Regions from separate parts of the Mus musculus genome. Here region 2 is linked to region 1. The links are chromatin contacts, called in public HiChIP or PLAC-seq maps. All regions are on one chromosome and are shown on one strand. Each heading gives the region's core, a stretch centred on a gene start, on an enhancer-like site or on the middle of the called end of the contact. The rest is flanking DNA. Distances are from core to core; before and after follow the strand shown.

Region 1 (7,176 bases), core at 3,465-5,964:
ATTTTCTTGTTTGTCCCGTGGCTAAAATCTGCAGACTTCTCTTCCACTCTCCGTGCTTTATTAACTTTGTTTTTTAAAGAACTTTTTAGATTTTATGTATATGAGCACACTGTCACTGTCTTCAGACACACCAGAAGGGGGCGTCAGATCCCATGACAGATGGTTGTGAGCCACCACGTGGTTGCTGGGAATTGAACTCATGACCTCTGGAAGAGCAGCCAGTGCTCTTAACCGCTGAGCCACCTCTCCAGCTCCCTTTACTTAATTCTTTATGGTTAAATGAGCACCAAGGAAACTTACTCTTTCTTACTGTTCTGTGCCTCACTAAGCACTGGGGAAACAACTCGTTATTAATGCTTTATTGTGCTTTAGTAAGTGCTAGTGTCTGTCGATTACCCCATGATGTTTAGCAGTGGGGAAATTAAGTAAGTGGATTTATGGCTAGTGCTCCTTTCTCTGGAGTCAGCCAGGAGCTCTTGCTAGGCCAGGGAGCTCGTTAACCCTTTCTGAACCAGAGAGAAAAAAGGAAAGGGAAGATGTCACTCATATGGACACATACACACCGGTTGAAGTGGAAAGTGGCTGTACCCATACATTTGGATGGATGAATGGATGGGTGGGTAGATGGACAGATGGATGGATGGATGGATGAGGAAGAGCCCCCAAGCCACCACTTTATTTCTTCTCTCTTTATATACCTTCTTATACTTTCTTAGGCAAAAGTTCTTCAGAAAATTACTTCACAGATAAAATGTTACACAAAATGGGGGAGTTTCAGAAAAGCATAACGAGTTCAAAGCCGTGCTTCACACTGTAAGCTCATTATATGTAAGTTCAAAGCAACCGTTTTCACAAGGCCTTGCCTTATCATAGTGCACACTCGTGGCTTCATCCTTGGACCTGAACGTTTTTTCCTTGAACACAAATATGTCCCAAGCCTATTTCTCTATTTAATGTAATTACAAAAGCTCATTGTATTTCCTATTATGCAGCCTATTCTTGATTCTAACTTTATTAGATCTTTCTGGCAAAACAACTAAAACCATCTCTTAAAACTTCCTTCCTAAGGTTATTTGAATCAAATTGGGAAGTCTAGAAAATCATTAGTCCATCTAACCAGTGTTAACTCATGAAAGCTCATCTTTATGTTGATCTGCAAGGAAAATCTGCTCAATAGGGTGGGCTGATGCCCAGGAATCCTTAGACTATGTAGTAGTGATGGGAAAGGCATATCAGCTGCAAGAAACAATCCTGAGATGAAGTCTCTTGGGATCCTGCCTTATCCCAGAGCTCATCCATTTTAGGCCATGCTCCATCCACAAAGCGGTACAGTGTGGATGGAGAAGCAAGGCTAAACTTGAGTCTCAGATGTGTATTTTACTGCCTATGACCTCAGTTTTTACCTCTGTGTGCCTCATCTCTAAGAATGGCTATAACACCAGAAGCTGAACTGTGGAGCTGCTGTAAGACTGAAGCATAGCCCTATGCACAGATAGATATACACAGAGAATAAAGTACTTGCCACATACCCTTTATGTAATTATTAGCTATAACTTTCCAGCTTCTGTCCTCCTCTTCTCTGCAAGGGCCATTCTTCGTTAGACAGGCCCTTATACACATCTGCAGATGTCCCAGGACTGCTGCCAGATCCTCCTACAGCCTGTTTTTACTTAGAATACTCTTGTCCAGCCCTCCTCTTCTGCCTCCCTCCCTCCCCCCTACCTTGGTTTTTACCATCAATTTTTCATTACTCTTTCCAGAACAGTGAGGCTGATCCTGCTGTGAAGTTGCAGGGCTCAGTTGAATTTGAATATCAGATAAAAGAATAGTCTGTTGGGGGTTGGAAGATGGCTCAGAGGTTAAGAGCACTGATTGCTCTTCCAGATGTGCTGAGTTCAAGTCCCAGCAACCACGTGGTGGCTCACAACCATCTGTCATGGGATCTGATGCCCTCTTCTGGTGTGTCTGAAGACAGCTACAGTGCACTCATATATATAAAATAAATAAATCTTTTTTTTTTTAATTTTATTTATTTATTATATGTAAGTACACTGTAGCTGTCTTCAGACACCAGAAGTGGGCACCAGATCTCGTTATGGATGGTTATGAGCCACCATGTGGTTGCTGGGATTTGAACTCAGGACCTTCGGAAGAGCAGTCAGTGCTCTTAACCGTTGAGCCATCTCTCAGCCCCAATAAATCTTTTTTTAAAAAATCTTTAAAAGATAGCTTGCTGTTCCATATAGTACAGTGTTTCAGGTAATTATCAGATAAACATTTTTCTCTTGTAGATATGTCTCATACAATTTCTGTGACATCCTTATGAGAAATGCATTTGTTGTTTATCTGACATTTGAATTTAAATTGATATCTTGGTCCCCTCCCCCATCACATTTCAGTCCTTTTTTGTTTGTTTGGTTTTGGTTTTTTTTTTTTTTTTTTTTTTGGCCTTTTCTGAGACAGGGTTTCTCTGTGTAGCCCTGGCTGTCCTGGAACTCACTCTGTAGACCAGGCTGGCCTTGAACTCAGAAATCCACCTGCCTCTGTCTCTGTCTCCCGAGTGCTGGGATTAAAGGCGTGCACCATCACGCCCGGCTCACATTTCAGTCCTTTAAGAATGGCACATGGCTCTTTGTTTATCCCACCTGAACACCAGCTCCTTGCAGGTTCCACACAGCAGGCGACACAGCAAGCACTCTGCCAAAGCTGAATAATAGGTCCTTCAAGCTGAGACTCAGGCAGTGTCTGTTGGGATTGACTCTAAGTACAGGCCTTGGGGGAAAAAAGTCTGTTCAGCATGGAGAGCCTTACCACACACAGATGGCCTGATCAGTCTTCAGTTTCCCCCAGCAGAACAACATTCTTGACCCCCCTGGATCAGGTTCAAGAGGACTCTACTATTTTGCATTTAAAAAGGACTTTCTCTTCAAGAGGGTCTCCCAACAACTGGAGTGGGAGCCGTCCCTGACTGTTGTCTGCTTGTGGCTGCCTTGTCTGGCCACAGCGGGAGAGCTTGTGCCCAGGCCTGCAGGGGCTTGGTGTGTCAGGATGGGTTAGTACTCAGAGGGAGAGGGCGGCCCCTTCTCAATGCAGGGAAGGAGGGGGAAGGGGCGATGTGAGGCGGTAACTGAGAGGAGGAGGAGCTGCGATAGGGATGTAAAGTGAATAAATAAAATAAATTAACGGGGGGGGGGGGAGTTTCAAGATTTCTCATCGATGTTACTTGACTCGCAAGGCAAGTAATATCCTTTTACAGACGACGAAATGGAGACCGAATAATGTCTTGCTGAACAAGATCATTAAATAGGTACACTCTGGATCCTACTGATGAGGTGCTTTGTGCTCTTTCCCGCTGGACCAAGAGGCAGAATCAGAGAGTTCCTAGATCCTTCCTCCTCACCCAGAAAACTCTTCTAGGAAGAGGTCTGCTATGTGGCCCCCTTGCTGTGGATTCGGTTGATCTCCCCGTAATGTTACCCATCAACAGCCTGAGAGGAGACAGAAAGCCAGGCACTTGCATGTAGAAAACTCCTCTCAGGTGATTCTCAGCAACCCCGCGTCACACAAGTGCTGCAATTTAAAGCGCCTTCAGAATCACAGAGAATAGAAACGGAGGCGAGAAGCTGAAATCCAGCCCTTTCCCCTCACCTGCTTCTCTGGCAAGTTTCTAGGGGGAGGATTTGCACGTGGACTCCAACAATTTCCAGCTGTCTTTGGAATCAGTGAGGACGGCCGCGTGTGCAGAACTCACAGCGCCTTAACGTCTCTTTTAGATCAGGACCGGAGTTTGGAGTACACGGGTTGAGAATGGAGAAGGTGTCACATTCTACCTTTCTCTCTTGTCCCCGCGCCTCCCCCTCCCCCAACTCTGCATTCCTTTGATTTCCCTCCATCCTACCCTGGGCACAAAGAATAACCTAGAAAGGTAGAGGGTTAAAAGCTAATGACCCAAAGCAGAACACACTGTGAGCAATTCCACAGAAATGCCACCTGTGACATTAAGGCCCTAAACGGCTGCAGCCTTGGCGTGTTTGGCTCGGGATGAAAAGTGCGGGGCAAAGTATCCAGAGGGCAGCGGGCTTGTGCGACGGTCATTTGAAGTAACTTCCTACGTTTTTGGATCACAAATACCTGTCTGACAGGACGGGCTCCCACATACTTAACAGACGTTAGCGACGCGCCAAAGTTCTCCTTCCCTGGGCCAGCGGAATGAAATAAAATAGTCGCAAATCAAGTCCTTTTATGGGTCACTGAAGAAAACCTAGCCTGATCTTGGTCCGGAGCTCAGAGGCGGACCCACCTGGATGAGGGTTGGCATAAAAGATGATCACACCAGGCCAGACAATCTAACCAAGGACCAGGTTCCCCGGAGCAGCCTTTCCCTTTTTCCGGGGGCGGCTGAACCGCTCAGACGGCCCATGGCTCCCCTAGGTGGCCAGTGATCTTTACGCTCTTCCACCGAGCTCAAGCAGCTGGCGCCAGGACCCGGGCTGCGGTTGCCACGGTGACGACAGACGCGCGGAGCCTGCAGCTGAAGGCGGGTGAGAGGCGGGAGTTGCAACGCCTCCTCCCCCTGCAACCAGCGCGGGGGCCACGCGTTGCTCGCACGCGAGGGGTGTGGCTCTGCCTCCGGGAAAGCGCGGCCCGTGGGCGGCTCGGGGCTCAGCCAGTGAGAGGCCGGGGGAGTGGTGGAGGGAAGGCACAGTCCGGGTACTTAGAGCTGCGCCGCCAGCGGGACCGGATCTTCCTCGCAGCTCTCGCGCCGACGCTCCGGGCGTCGTAGACGCTAGGAGCGCTACCCGATTGTAACATGGTTACCCCTTGCCCTGCCAGCCCGGGCAGCCCCGCCGCGGGAGCCGGGAGGCGAGACAGCCACCAGAACCTCCGCGCCCCAGTGAAGAAGAGCAGACGCCCGTGCCTCCGGAGAAAGAAGCCGCTGCGGCCGCTGAACGCGTGTTCGCTCCCGGGAGACTCGGGCGTCTGTGACCTTTTCGAGTCCCCCAGCTCCAGCTCGGACGGCGCCGACAGCCCCGCAGTGTCTGCGGCGCGGGACTGCAGCTCCCTACTCAACCCTGCCCAGCCCTTGACAGCGCTGGATCTCCAGACCTTCCGAGAATACGGCCAGAGCTGCTACGACTTCCGAAAGGCGCAGGAGAATCTTTTCCACCCGCGGGAGTCGCTGGCGCGCCAGCCACAAGTGAGGCGCTGGCAAGAGCCAGACCCGGGGCCGTCGCGCTTCTGTCTCTCCCAGGCTAGCTCGCTCTCTCCATGGCTGCTGGCTGCCCTTCGCACAGCCCTAGTCATTGCAGCCCATTATCTGCCATCAGTAGGAGCAATTGGGACCTTCAAGGATTGGCCCACTGACCTATTTAGATGGAGAAAGGTTGTGGGTGGAGAGGTGGATATCGGAAGTTATAGGGGGTGGGTAGAGGAGTTTTATTATAACGCAGTTCGACAGCTTCTACGTCAGATCCAGAACTCCTAAATTTGCTTGCACTTCTGTTTAAAAAAAAAACAAAAACTTTACCCCCCACCCCCCACCCCTTATAGTCCCTTTGACTTGCTGAGAGGGTTAGACTGGGTAGTGTGCCCTAATGCACTGTGCACAATACCAGGCGCGAGCCCAAACGTTCCCAGGCGTTCCGGAACGCCTGGTTTAAGGCAGGCCCGTACCTCCCCCCCTCCCCCCCACGTGCCTCCTATTTTTCAGTCATTTAGCGTTTTCCCCTTTGCCTCTCTGCCTCTCTGGATTGTTTTGTTCGGGCGCGCGCTTCAGCACACTCCCCCTCTCGCTCCCGGCCAGGTGACTGCCGAATCGCGCTGTAAACTGCTCAGCTGGCTCCTGCAAGTCCACCGCCAGTTCGGCCTCTCTTTCGAGTCGCTGTGTCTGACCGTGAATACTCTGGACCGTTTTCTCCTCACGACCCCTGTTGCTGCAGACTGCTTCCAGCTGCTCGGGGTCACCTGTCTGCTCATCGCTTGCAAGCAGGTACCACCAGGCGAAAGAGTGCGATGTGTTTGCAGCCAGCGCCCCCCTTCCCCAACTCGTGCATGGCTTAGGGCTGGGTTGCTTGGCTTATCTGGGCAGATGCTCGAAGATCTTTCCATGTCATAGCCTTAACTTCTCTTACCACTCACAGCAACAATCCTTTCAGACTACAAAGAGGTTAGGCTGTAGCTGGCCGCCCAACCAAAGCTTTGTGGTACTTGTCTCTGGAAAAGATGCTTTTAAAGTCAATCTCTCTCTCTCTCTCTCTCTCTCTCTCTCTCACACACACACACACACACACACATTTTAAAGTTGGGTTGTAGATAGAGAAGGTGCACTAGCAGCTGTGGGTGGGGGGAGAGGTTTCAGGAGCGGAATTGTGGAAGTGGAAGGAATATAGAGTTCGAGTCCCAGTTTTCTCCCGGGTTTTAGGCTGGATGGATTTGGGTCCCAGGTACCCACCAGTCCGGAACTGGAGCACACTCTGTGTTGCAGGTAGAGGTGCACCCACCTCGCTTGAAACAGCTCCTGGCCCTGTGCGGCGGTGCGTTCTCCCGGCAGCAGCTGTGCAACCTGGAGTGCATCGTGCTGCATAAGCTCCACTTCAGCCTGGGCGCGCCCACCATCAACTTCTTCCTGGAGCACTTCACTCAGTGGCGCATGGAAGCCGGCCAGGCTGAGGTCACCGAAGCTCTAGAGGCTCAAACCCTGGCCCGGGGAGTGGCGGAGCTGAGCCTAACGGATTACGCGTTCACTACCTACACGCCGTCCCTGATGGCTATCTGCTGCCTGGCGCTGGCTGACGGATTGCTGCAGCACCAGCACGAGATGGACCTGCGCCTGGGAGAGCACCCAGAGGCCACACTGCAAGACTGTCTGGGCAAGCTGCAGACGCTAGTGTCCATCAATAGCAGCTCCCTGCCTCGCATTCTGCCTCCCCAGATCTGGGAGAGGTGCAGCCTGCCCCAGAGTTGGCAATAAAAAGCACCCCCTTGAGCTCCTTTTTAAAATTCCCTGGTCCCTGCTCCGTGCCTTAAGGAGAATATGCAGTACAGATCCAAAGAGAAGTTGAGGTCTCCTACCTGTAAATACTGTACAATAACGGATTCTTTATTTATTTTGTAGTACACAAGGGCAGGGGTGACAGTTCTGGCTTGTCTAAATGCTGCTGTTGGCATGCCTGACTG
Region 2 (7,176 bases), core at 1,933-4,432, 680 kb after region 1:
TGTGACAGGGTGGCAGAGACAGGGAATTAATGAGGAATGGAGATATGCCAGGGGCAAGAAGGTGAGAAGGCCACATCTTTTACAGAAGGGTCCAATGTTGTAATTCCACATACTCATAAGGACTGGATTATCCCTTAGGGATCTGTCTGCTGGAGGACACTGGCCCTGGAGAAACGTTGGTCAGCTGCACTGTGGAAGTTAAGTAGGAAAAACAAGCCTTGTGTGCTGTGTGGAAATATCACCTGTCAATAAAAAGCTGATGGCCTATTAGCAACAGGCAGGAAGTAGAAGGTGGGAGTTCCAATAGACAGATTGGAACTCTGGGAAATAGGCAGAAGCCGGAAGTTTGTCCTCGCCTCTGAGGAAGTCCGGGGCATGAAACTGAGGAGAGGTAACTAGCCATGCAGAAGGTATAGAATAGTTTAAATGGGCTATATGAGCTATAAGATAGTTGGGGAACAAGCCAAAGCTTAGGGCCTACGCTTATTCATACATAAATGAGCCTCTGAATTCTCATTATTCAAGAACTGTGGGATGGGTAGAAAAGCTCTTGGGGACACCTAAGCTTGTCCCTCCTCTGAGCTGTAATCCCTCTGCTCCTCAGTGGGTGCCTCTCATTGGCTGAAACCAATTGGAGACCAAAACAGTGTAGCCTGTGTCAGACTGGGGCTAGGAGGCACAGAGAATGTTTGGGCTGATGACAATCGGGATGTCAGATTTCATGCAAGGATAATTCTAATTTTGCCCAGACGGATAAGGAAACATGAGCTAGCTATTTAAAGTAACAGGCTCATCGTGGTCGATAATGAATCATTTCATTTTTTATAGTGTTTGAAAAACCTAGAACCTTCTCCTATGCCTTTGAATTTTTAATTTTATCTAGAAACAAAGAAATGCTAACTGGAGATGTGTTGAGTTTTCAGTTTTTGAAAGGAAAAAAAAATCCCCAAGGGTAGAAGGAAGGTGTTGACTAGTGAAAGTCCGGAACCAAATGAGAGAGCCCTTGGAGCTATTTGTTTCTAAAACCACTATTGGCTACATAATTACTCGGATGGCAACAATGTTTGACTGGCGTTGCATTGTATCCCACTTCTCATCCTGTTAGCATCTGGTATCCCACTCACACTGGTTAGCTTTGTTGTGCCCCACTGTTCATGTAAGTTTCAATTTCTCAAACAAAAACATCTCATCCTAGACTTCATACCCCAAACGTCAGCTTTAGACACGAATTTCATATAAACAGATGCTCCAACATCTTTTCGATGTTAGCAAAAAGTAGCAAATGTCACCCCAGACTCTGTTTGATTTCTGGTTTTTACTGACTCCCCAACTTCCCTGTTTTAGCTTGAAGAGAGGAGAGGCAAGATGGAGGAGCACCATGACAGCTGTCTGCCTCCACACAGGTGACAGCCACACTCTGAGATCTTCTTTCTATTCTTAGCACTGGCCTGGCCTCTCTCCCTGTGAGCTCACATTCAGCACCCAGTGAAACAGAAAGCGGCCACTTTCTCCACGGAAGTATTTAGGATGCATAGAATGAGCTAGCACATATTCTAAATGCCTACGAGCAGCTGCTGAAGGCAAGCCTCCCTTTCTTAACCTCTACCAGCTCCATCCAGAGTCAAAGCAGCAGTTTGGGAGAACAGAGGCACTAAGGGAGTCCTGACAAGCATGTGCTGCCCCAGACTATGCACCCAGCTCTCATGGCTGCGTGAGCTCAGGTTCCTCACTGGCCGCAAGGTTATTTAAAACTTTCGACCAGTAGAGACAGCAGACGCTGGCACTGGCCATCCCCCCTTCAAAATAGCGAGCATTAAGATTTCCTGAGCCCAGCAATGCAACGTTTTAGTTTCCCACACCTAGCATACGAGACACTATACACTCTGGGCTAACAAATATAACACCAAAGCAAGTAGTATACATTGTCTAGCAGCAAAACTTCTGGTAGGGTTCAGTTTAGCTTTGAAAACTATATGTGGTCTATATGGGAACTTTTAAAAAACTAAAATACCTGAAGATCCCCACTGATGTTTAAATGAGCAACAACTGTTGTGACTTTTAACTAGATTCAGACCCAGGTCCCGTAAATTATAGTATACAGAAATAAAATTTTCTCTTTGAAGCCCTCCCCCCTCTTTCTAGCAATGCAGAAACTTTTCATACAGTGAGGAAAAATCAGATCTCTTTACTGACAAGGACTGGTTTGCCATGGGTTGTCCAAATGGCCTCTGTGGAATTTTAGACTCATCAAAAACCAGGCTGAGCATTCTCTAGTACCAACCACAGTCTGCTAGCTCTGAGGTGGCTTCATTGTAAAAGCAGCAGCACTCCTAACTGCACAAACACATTTGAAAACCTTCCTTTCTGGCTACCAATAAGAAAGACAACCTCCACATACCAGGAACGGTGGATACATTTGGTTTTTTTTAATCCTCATAAAAGTGACAGCAATCCATCTCAAAAGTTTAAGCATTCCCGGGGTGTCCCTGGCTTTCATCTTCCTTCCTGGGGTATGAAGAGCAACCAAAAGGCTTTCACTTGGTCCCTAGTGAATCTTTGACTTCCACCACCAAGATTCCATCATGACAGAGGATGGCAGACAAATCTTTGGTTTCGACTCCATCTGGCAGTTTGTACTGTCTGGTGAAACTCCGCGATATAAACCCGTGTTCGTCCATTCTGGTTCCGTGCTGTGCCTTGATCAGCAGCCAGCCCTCGAAGGTCTGGATGATGATGTCCTCGGGCAGGAACTGGACCACATCCAGCAGGATCTGGAAACGGGATTTGCCTTCTCCGGGTGGCTTCTCCGTGGAGGCTGAGTCCTCTGCCAGAGCCTGTGGCGTGCCTGCGCCTCTGGCTTTACTCAGGTCCTCGATGGTTGGCCCGGGCAGTGCGTATAGTGTATGATCCAGTCTGCAGTCTTCTAAGCCTCGAGCTTCAAACTCCTCCTGATAACGCACTGGGGTCTCTATGAGGTGCCTCAAAATGATTTTTGCCATAGCAGAGGCGACTCCAGCGTTGAACCACTTCCCTTCCGTGAGTGTCTAGTCTCTGGCGTTGCCTGCGGACTCGATTCTTAGTCCTAGCAGCTCCGTTTACAGTCCTGCCCAGACGGCAGCTTAATTGGGGCTGAATCAGACCGGCACACTGACTCTTGTCTTTTCACACACACTGACAATGAATGGCTATTTATAGCCGCCTCTGCGAGTTGCATTTAGCTCACAGCCTGTACAAGTGGGCCAGGCAGGGATCGCACTTGCACGCTCCCTTAGCCTTGGCAGGCCTGTCTGCCTTGTTCACCCCAAAACACAAAGTAGAAACCAGAAGCAGCGCTTGAAGATCACACCGTGTGACCTGCAAAGTGTGCAATCATCTCAGTACAAGCCTCTCCCTCTGCCTGAAAATTCCATTCGGGGAGAGACGATTCTAACTCTGGTTTATGAGAAATCAATCAATTTCAAACAGCTACTAAACTCCAGCTAAGTTCGGATCCTATTCCGTTCTTTTTACTCTTTTGTGCCTAAAGGACACCTGAACCACATCAGCTGGTGTTTGTACATCTGACTCGGCAAAATGAGATGGGATGACTAAGCGAGAAGACTGTGCAACTTCAGAGGGAGCCTGGGAGCTCAGGACTGACAGAAATAGTCAATAGCAGAGGGCAAAATGCAAAGCGTTCAACTATTTCATATTAAGGTTCAGAAAACAAAGAATGAATCTAATCAACACCATGCTATTGAATGGGCAAAGACACTCACTGCACATCATTTCTCAACTAGAGCACCCTTTCATTGTCCTTCCACTGGCCAAGACTGAGGCAGCTGCCGCGGAACTTCTTCAAGATGTGCTACATAAAAATAGAGTCTGCCAAGGTATTTTATATTATTTGTGACTATTGAGAAGGGTGTTGTTTCCCTAATTTCTTTCTCAGCCTGTTTATCCTTTGTGTACAGAAAGGCCATTGACTTCTTTGAGTTAATTTTATATCCAGCTACTTCATTGAAGCTGTTTATCAGGCTTAGGAGTTCTCTGGTGGAATTTTTAGGGTCACTTATATATACTATCATATCATCTGCAAAAAGTGATATTTTGACTTCTTCCTTTCCAATTTGTATCCCCTTGATCTCCTTTTGTTGTCTAATTGCTCTGGCTAGGACTTCAAGTACAATGTTGAATAGATAGGGAGAAAGTGGGCAGCCTTGTCTAGTCCCTGATTTTAGTGGGATTGCTTCCAGCTTCTCACCATTTACTTTGATGTTGGCTATTGGTTTGCTGTAGATTGCTTTTATCATGTTTAGGTATGGGCTTGAATTCCTGATAAGAACTTCAAGTCTCTAAAGAAAGAAATTAAAGAAGATCTCAGAAGATGGAAAGATCTCCCATGCTCATGGATTGGCAGGATCAACATTGTAAAAATGGCTATCTTGCCAAAAGCAATCTACAGATTCAATGCAATCCCCATCAAAATTCCAACTCAATTCTTCAACGAATTAGAAAGGGCAATCGGCAGATTCATCTGGAATAACAAAAAACCGAGGATAGCAAAAACTCTTCTCAAGGATAAAAGAACCTCTGGTGGAATCACCATGCCGGACCTAAAACTGTACTACAGAGCAATTGTGATCAAAACTGCATGGTACTGGTATAGTGACAGACAAGTAGACCAATGGAACAGAATTGACGACCCAGAGATGAACCCACACACCTATGGTCACTTGATCTTTGACAAGGGAGCTAAAACCATCCAGTGAAAAAAAGACAGCATTTTCAACAAATGGTGCTGGCACAACTGGCGGTTATCATGTAGAAGAATGCGAATTGATCCATTTCTATCTCCTTGTACTAAGGTCAAATCTAAGTGGATTAAGGAACTCCACATAAAACCAGAGACACTGAAACTTATAGAGGAGAAAGTAGGGAAAAGCCTCGAAGATATGGGTACAGGGGGAAAATTCCTGAATAGAACAGCAATGGCTTGTGCTGTAAGATCAAGAATCGATAAATGGGACCTCATAAAATTGCAAAGCTTCTGCAAAGCAAAAGACACCATCAATAAGACAAAAAGGCCACCAACAGATTGGGAAAGGATCTTTACCTATCCCAAATTGGATAGGGGACTAATATCCAATATATATATAAAGAACTCAAGAAGGTGGACTCCAGAAAATCAAATAACCCCATTAAAAAATGGGGCTCAGAGCTGAACAAAGAATTCTCACCTGAGGAATACCAAATGGCAGAGAAGCACCTGAAAAAATGTTCAACATCCTTAATCATCAGGGAAATGCAAATCAAAATAACACTGAGATTCCACTTCACTCCAGTCAGAATGGCAAAGATCAAAAACTCAGGTGACAGCAGATGCTGGCGAGGATGTGGAGAAAGGGAAACACTCCTCCATTGTTGGTGGGACTGCAAGCTTGTACAACCACTCTGGAAATCAGTCTGGCGGTTCCTCAGAAAATTGGACATAGTACTACCAGAGGATCCCGCAATACCTCTCCTGGGCATATATCCAGAAGATGTCACAACCGGTAAGAAGAACACATGCTCCACTATGTTCATAGCAGCCTTGTTTATAATAGCCAGAAGCTGGAAAGAATCCAGATGCCCCTCAACAGAGGAATGGATACAGAAAATGTGGTACATTTACACAATGGAATACTACTCAGCTATTTAAAAAAATGAATTTATGAAATTCCTAGGCAAATGGATGGACCTGGAGGGTATCATCCTGAGTGAAGTAACCCAATCACAAAGGAACTCACACAATATGTACTCACTGATAAGTGGATATTAGCCCAGAAACTTAGGATACCCAAGATATAAGATACAACTTGCCAAACGCATGAAATTCAAGAAGAACAAAGACCAAAGTGCGGACACTTTACCCTTTCTTAGAAATGGGAACAAAACACCCATAGAAGGAGTTACAGAGACAAAATTTGGAGCTGTGACGAAAGGATGGACCATCTAGTGATTGCCATATGCAGGGATCCATCCCATAATCAGCTTCCAAATGCTGACACCATTGCATACACTAGCAAGATTTTGCTGAAAGGACCCAGATATAGCTGTCTCTTGTGAGACTATGCCGGGGCCTAGCAAACACAGAAGTGGATGATCACAGTCAGCTATTGGATGGGTCACACGGCCCCTAATGGAGGAGCTAGAGAAATTACCCAAGGAGCTAAAGGGAACTGCAACCCTATAGGTGGAAGAACAATATGAACTAACCAGTACCCGGGAGCTCTTGTCTTTAGCTGCATATGTATCAAAAGATGGCCTAGTCGGCCATCACTGCAAAGAGAAGCCCATTGGACTTGCAAACTTTATATGCCCCAGTACAGGGGAACGCCAGGGCCAAAAAGGGGAAGTGGGTAGGTAGGGGATTGGGGGGGGTAGGTATGGGGTACCTTTGGGATAGCATTGAAAATGTAAACGAGGAAAATACCTAATTAAAAAAAAACAGAAAAAAAAATAGAGTCTGGGTGCTGGGCAAGTGTTCTGCCACCGAAGTACATCCCTGCCTCATCACCCAGCTCCGGCTACATTCAAGGCTTTACAGGCCTGCAATAGACTACCCATAACTCCACCATCAGCTATGTCAATGACAGTCTAATCATCTTTATTTTCTTCAAGCTGCCCATGTTTGAAAGGAATATATACTAGTTGTTGATTGTTTGTTTCTAATTATCTTAAGGGTACATGTAGGGTAACTTTTCTGAACTTTGCTTCCTTAATTCTCAAAGAAAGCTGTATTACTCTCAGGAAGGCAAAAAAAAAAAAAAAAAAAACCTAGTTTTTATGGAAAGAGAGAGAGAGGATAGGACAGAGATGTACATATAGAGAGAGATTATATAAAACCTCAGATACTGCATAACTGTACAATGGTTTGTGGGGTCTCTATAGTCATAGGTGTGTCTGTGGCCTTACGTATTAATGAGAAAGATAGGCAAGAACTCTAGTGGAAAATAAAAACTATCCCTAGAGATGGGGCAAAGAGACAGTAATGAAAAGATGAGGCACACTACCTAGTCTCCTTTGCTAATTGCTTACTAAGACTTCTGTGACTCAGTGGATCATGTAGGGGATGCTAATTACAGGTACTCGGGGTCCGAGAGAGTTTTCTAGAAAGAGCCATGGAATGTTCTGTCTGGGGTGCTTGAGCCAAAG

What was found. HiChIP or PLAC-seq counts read pairs in DNA pulled down with a chosen protein or histone mark.
Region 2: a contact with region 1 is called in an H3K4me3 HiChIP or PLAC-seq map of stem cell-derived neural progenitor cells, with 4 times the contacts expected there. The contact joins the promoter of Hspb3 here to the promoter of Ccno in region 1. A contact is called at or near these places in 1 of 39 promoter capture datasets (hippocampal neurons) and 1 of 115 datasets of contacts at active chromatin or transcription factors (stem cell-derived neural progenitor cells).

What each region holds. Positions count from the first base shown.
Region 1 is chr13:112,983,088-112,990,263 of GRCm38.p6, forward strand. Ccno (cyclin O) reads left to right here and starts at 4,715. Exons shown (of 3, transcript NM_001081062.1): 1 at 4,715-5,197; 2 at 5,804-5,989; 3 at 6,485-7,176. The coding sequence starts at 4,811. The coding sequence ends at 6,970.
Region 2 is chr13:113,660,494-113,667,669 of GRCm38.p6, forward strand. It overlaps Hspb3 (heat shock protein 3), which reads right to left and starts at 3,183. Exons shown (of 1, transcript NM_019960.2): 1 at 2,403-3,183. The coding sequence starts at 2,999. The coding sequence ends at 2,535. Gm34586 (a long non-coding RNA gene) reads left to right here and starts at 327. Exons shown (of 6, transcript XR_382933.3): 1 at 327-391.